Linked DNA regions of Mus musculus: region 2 is linked to region 1. Evidence: chromatin contacts called from public promoter capture Hi-C data. All regions are on one chromosome and are shown on one strand. The core of a region is the stretch at or near the end of the contact, and the rest is flanking DNA. Distances in the headings are between cores, read along the strand shown.

What was found. Capture Hi-C pulls out chosen DNA fragments and counts their contacts.
Region 2: a contact with region 1 is called in a promoter capture Hi-C map of liver. The contact joins the promoter of Zfp597 here to the promoter of Mefv in region 1. A contact is called at or near these places in 5 of 39 promoter capture datasets (the C10 cell line, cranial neural crest, hematopoietic stem and progenitor cells and 2 more), 1 of 115 datasets of contacts at active chromatin or transcription factors (pancreatic cancer cells) and 2 of 9 other capture datasets (adipose tissue and liver).

The regions. Positions count from the first base shown.
Region 1 is chr16:3,716,680-3,719,553 of GRCm38.p6, reverse strand. It overlaps Mefv (Mediterranean fever), which reads left to right and starts at 1,430. Exons shown (of 9, transcript NM_001161791.1): 1 at 1,430-1,768. The coding sequence starts at 1,492.
Region 2 is chr16:3,871,037-3,873,736 of GRCm38.p6, reverse strand. It overlaps Zfp597 (zinc finger protein 597), which reads left to right and starts at 1,363. Exons shown (of 3, transcript NM_001033159.2): 1 at 1,363-1,678; 2 at 2,461-2,587. The coding sequence starts at 1,646. It also overlaps a transcript of Zfp174 not described here and a transcript of Naa60 not described here.

The sequences.
Region 1 (2,874 bases), core at 181-2,680:
TGGAAATCGATAAAGGAAGACAACACAGTGTCAGTCTCTGGCCTCTATAAAGCACACATTCACATGCATCCACCTGAACATGTGTGCATACACACATCACCAACACATACACAATAAGGTAATATATTATTAGAAGTAATTAGGGTCTTGTTCTAGTTTGTTTTCTGTTGTCGTGATCCATACCAAAAGCAATTTGGGAAGGAAAGGGTTTGTTTCATCTTCCAGGTTACAATGCATGGTCAAAGGAAGCCAAGACAGGAAATAAAGCAAGAGCTTGAGGCAGAAATGCTGGAGGAGCAGTGATTGGCTTGCTCTTAGGCTCACATTCTCTCTCTCTCTCTCTCTCTCTCTCTCTCTCTCTCTCTCTCTCTCTCTCTCTCTCTCTCTCTCTCTCTTTTGCTGTTCTGAAACTCACTTTGTGGACCAGGCTGCCCTCCAACTCACAGAAATCCACCTGCCTCTGTCTCTCAAGTGCTGGTTGTAAAGGTGTGTGCCTCCAGCACCACCTGGATTCAGTCACATTTATTGTACATGCCAAAGTCACCTGCTTAGGATGGTATCACCCCCAGTGGGCTTGGCACTCCTCTATTGGATATCAATCAGGAAAAAGCCCCACATACATGCCTACAGGCCATTCTGATGGAGGCATTTTTTCAATTGAGGTTCCCTCTTCCCAAGCATGTCAGATTGACAATCAATGTCAGCCTTCACAGATATCTAGGGTATTTAGAATGATAGATAATAATGCTTTTTATTTATTCTCCAATGGTTAAGACAAAAGTAAAGGAGGCCACAGAAAATTTAACCCAGAAGCAGTTAGTGGACCTAGGAAGCCAGGGCCAAGTTGGCTGTGGGAATAGATGCATGAGAATGCTGGCAACAAAGGTGGTCCGCAGGTCCCGTGTGAACACTTTACGTTGCTGGATAGACTAGACATGGACCAGACAGACTGGACATGCATTGCAGTACCTTTCTGGCTTCTGCTTTCTTGAGAAGGCCCAGGCAAAGCCTATAGGGATTATTTGCTGTTTGTTCCTTCCCCTGCCATTGGCCCTGGAGGTCTATAAACCTCAAGAGTCCAAAGAGAGCAGTTGGCCAGAGGGGACCAACTCCACGTAAGATCATCTCCCTCTTCCACAGCCTAGGGTCCTGAGAGCAAGCAAGAGCTCAGGAGCAGCTGGAAGGTCTGGCTGTCAATCCCAGAGCTACCCTTAGAGTCTGGCCTGCCTGTTGTTTAATCAGGACATAGGCTGGCAAGGTGGAGACCTCCCCACTGGAAAAGACTCTGAATCCTCAAAGAAAGTATGCAGCAGGCTAGACCCTGGACACGCCCTCATTTTTACTCTCAGTTCCCACCAAAGCTGATGTGCTTCCTGCGCCTTGTCCGTTATTTCACAAGCTATTTCTTGCTTGTTCTCAAGTTGCACGAGAGAGGTCATTATCGTTTGCCAGAAGCCACATAGCTGGCTGCAGTCCCTCCTGGCCCGCACCATGGCCAAGACCCTTGGTGATCATCTGCTAAACACCCTGGAGGAGCTGCTGCCCTATGACTTTGAGAAGTTCAAGTTTAAGCTACAGAACACCAGCCTGGAGAAGGGCCACTCTAAGATCCCCCGGGGCCATATGCAGATGGCCAGGCCAGTAAAGCTGGCCAGCCTTCTGATAACCTACTACGGGGAGGAGTATGCTGTAAGGCTGACCCTGCAGATCCTGCGGGCCACCAACCAGCGCCAACTAGCAGAGGAGCTTCGCAAAGCCACAGGCACAGGTAAGTTGCCAAGCCTCTTCCCAGTGGGGATGGATGCTAGCTACTGGTGGTGGATGAGAGGAATGCTCAGACACTAGCTAAGGGTTAGAAAGCCCCTGTCCACTTCAGTCCGAGTAGTGTGAATCTAGCATGCCTCATCCTTCTCTCTGGCCCTTGTAACCTGTTTAGTGAAGCTCCCAGGCTCCCCCCCCACCCCCCAAGACATTAATAATAAAAACTGATATTTCAGCTGTGGGTGAGACTCAGGACAGGTGGATCATGAATGGAGCAAAACCTAGAGAAGTCTTTACTCCATGTTTTCAAGTAATAAGCAAGCCCAGACTATCATCAGGTTAGCAGAAAAGGCTTGAAATTCAACCATACTCACATGTCTGAGAATCTCATTAACCACCCAATTTCAATTGGAGTTCTTCCTTGGGATACTTTACAAGGGTATTTAAACATTCTTTGCTTTTAATGAAAGGTTTCTTCAAATGAAAACCTAAGTTGTTAATCATGGGTTATCTTCATTATGTAGACTTTGAAATTAAACCTTATCTGTCAATATCCTGAAATTGCAGGCAAGTTTGCTTGCTGTTTTTGTTTTTGTTATTTTTTTGGCTTTGATTTCTAGACAGGGCCTCACTATATAGACTACACTTGCTTCAAACTCTAGAGATGCTCCTGCCTCTGTGTCTGAGGTTAGAAACTACACCACCATACCTGTTCCAACGAGTTTCCTTTCTTTTTAAAAATTAATTAATTCATTTAAAGATTTATTTATTTATTTTATGTATATGAGTACAGCATTGCTCTCTTCAGACACACCAGAAGACGGCATCAGATCTCATTACAGATGGTTGTGGGTCACCAACCATGTGGTTGCTGAGAATTGAACTCAGCACCTCTGGAAGAGCAGTCAGTGCTCCATCTCTCCAGTTCCCTCAACTTGTTTTCAAACACCATCTACGTTTACATTTATGACTTGAGGTTTTCTTCAGTTTGTGCCATGATTGAAAATGATTCATTTCTATATGTTCCTTTTTAAATTAAATTTATGTGTGTGGGTGTTTTGTCTGGATATGTGTGTGTACCACTTGCAATCTTGATGTCCACAAAAGCCAGAA
Region 2 (2,700 bases), core at 114-2,613, 150 kb before region 1:
TTCACCTCAAATGTTTTAATAACCATGCAGCCAATCCCTGAGTAACCTGACATTAGCATAACAGATTATGTTGGCACTGGGTGGGGTGGCCTCATCTCTAATCCCAGCACTTGGGTGGCAGAAGCAAATGGATGTGTTCGATGTTGGAGGCCAGGCTGGTCTACAGAGCAAGTTCTGAGCAGCCAAGGGCATAGAGTAAGACTCCATCTCTAACGAAAGAGACAAGAGACCTGGGGTTTATTTGGAATTTTCAAGGTACTAATCTTGTTTGTTGACCCCCAAACTCTTTCTCATAATCTGGCGAATCTTTTCACTTAACATCTTATAATAGTTTAAATTGCCCTCTGTATTATCAAAGAGAGGCACTATGGGCTCTTTGCAGCTGAGGAAAGCAAAGTTAAAAGGTGTCCAGATGTGGGTTTGGATCTAGCTACTAAGGGGTACTGAGGCAAGACCTTAATTGCAGGTCTACTGGGGCTATACAGTGATTTCAGAGTTAGCTTGGGTCAACCTCATTTCAAAATAAAGTTTAAAACAAGGATAGGGGTCTGAGCTCAGTGGTAGAAAGTCTACTATGCGTGAAACCGTAGTTTCACCCTCAGTACCAAAGGGGGGAAAATTGGCACGATCATCTAATTAGTGACAGTTCTAGAAAGAGCTCGACTTTATGATTTTGAATCTTCAATTCGCTGCTCAATGTTGGTTACAAGAACATTTGCCACTAGGGCAGGTCCAGACATCCTGCGAAGGAAATCCGCGGTCTATTCCCGCTCGATGTCCGCTATGGGCCCCAATCATTTGGTTGGACTACACCTGTCGGGTACAATGGTTCATGTCCCTAGAATACTTCGGGAACGGACACGAGCAACAAGGCTAACCTGACCTGAATTTGTGATTGCACAAAGATAACCTCTTACACACCGTAGCCCCACAATCCATCTGAGACTGGGCTTGGGCCCAAGCTAAGCCTGGATCTCGGGGCCTCTCATTCACCTCACCCCCTCCTACCGAAAGCTCCGGCCCCCCCAGCGTCTGTGTGTTCCCGCCATCCGTGATCGACTCCAGAGTGGTCCGGTCTCTGCTTTCGGAATCACCGTGTCCCTCAGGGACCATTCTACTGCTCCGACTGAACATATCAACAGGCGGGGCACTCACCACCGAGACCCAGCCAGAGGAACCGGAAACGGCTGCTTGTAGAAGCTCAGGAATAGCCTCTCAGTTGCCAGGTGCGATTCAGGTCCTCGGGAAGCTGCTCAATTGGTCCATTAAGGAGGGACCGCCGCCTCGGGAGTACGCTGGCCAATCAGGATGCAGGATGGATGGGGGGGGTCGCTTCCGGCGGTTTCCCTGCAGCTACTGCGTGGGGAGCATGGGAGCGTGGGAGTGTTGTGGTGGCCTCCGCCTCCTTTGTCGCGTCTCGGCTGGGCGTGGCTTCACGCTGCTTCTGCCGGGTTGGGCGAGGTTGTCGGTACTCCGGGGCTGGTGAGTGTGGCTGTTTCAGAGCTGTTTTGGAGAAAGAAGCCGTCAGCTCAGATTCTCAAAGGAGCTTGAGGGCGAAGTGGAAAGGCCTGGCAGCGGAGTTGGAGACTCTCCACTCGAAGTGTTGTCCAAACGTGGGGACTTAAGGAGCCCTTCCTTTCCCCAGATGGCGTCCACGCTCCCCACATCGGATGAGCAGGTGAATTGTGTCGCTATTTTCCTACAGGTGTCCTGACCTGGCGGCAGTTAGACGCGCAGGTCCTGAGGCGCCTCCTCAGATAGCCCTTTGACCAAGCTGTCTTACGTTTCTTGGCTTACCGACTTCCTCATTTCAGAATCATCAGGTGGAGGAGAGCCCTAGCAGGGGTCTATAACAATTTCTCAAAGTTATCTTGCTGAAATGCGTCTCCAAATGGCAGATTCCTGGGCTTCACACCTGTTGAATAATGATAATTAAAACCCAGGTGAATTTTACACCAAAAGCTCTATGGGTTTACAGGAACAGTAAACTTAGGAGAGAACTAGAGCTTTAGGTGGTGGTGGTCGTGATGTGTGTGTGTGTGTGTGTAGCTGAGCAATCACTGATGAAAAAGAAACACAAACTAGCAAAGAATGATGTTAGGAAACTCCTAAAAACTATTTCTCAGGATTCTTACTGGGCTGGCCAGTGTCGTCCCCCCCCCCTTCCCCTCCCTTCTTAGAGAATCCGAAATAATTTCTCTCCCCAAGAATTGTTCACTTATCTTTTCAGGAAAGACTACGTTCTCACGGTGTACTTCTTGATTCTCACACCACTGTTTGAAAATTTATGTTTATGCTCTCTCCCCCACCCTATTCAAGCCATAGAGTTCCCCCAGGGAGGAATATTTTACACCAAGCCTTTTCGCCTTAGAATGCGGAGGGGTTTAGCTCTTTTCAGCCTTCCAGGACACTCAACTGACCTGCTAGCTTTTTATACTAACAACAGTGCTTCTGTTTCAGAGACCACTGCTATTTGAAGATCTGGATGTGTATTTTTCTCAAGAGGAATGTGTGAGTCTGCACCCTGCTCAGAAGACCCTCAGCAGAGAAGCCCCATTGAAGAGTTTTGAGAATTTGGACTCGATAGGTAAGACAGTTGTTTCTCCTGCATTATGGAACTTTCATCAGTTCTAGGATGAACATTGTATGCCTTGTCCACACTGGTGGTGGATTGAGACCTATCTGTGACACACACACACA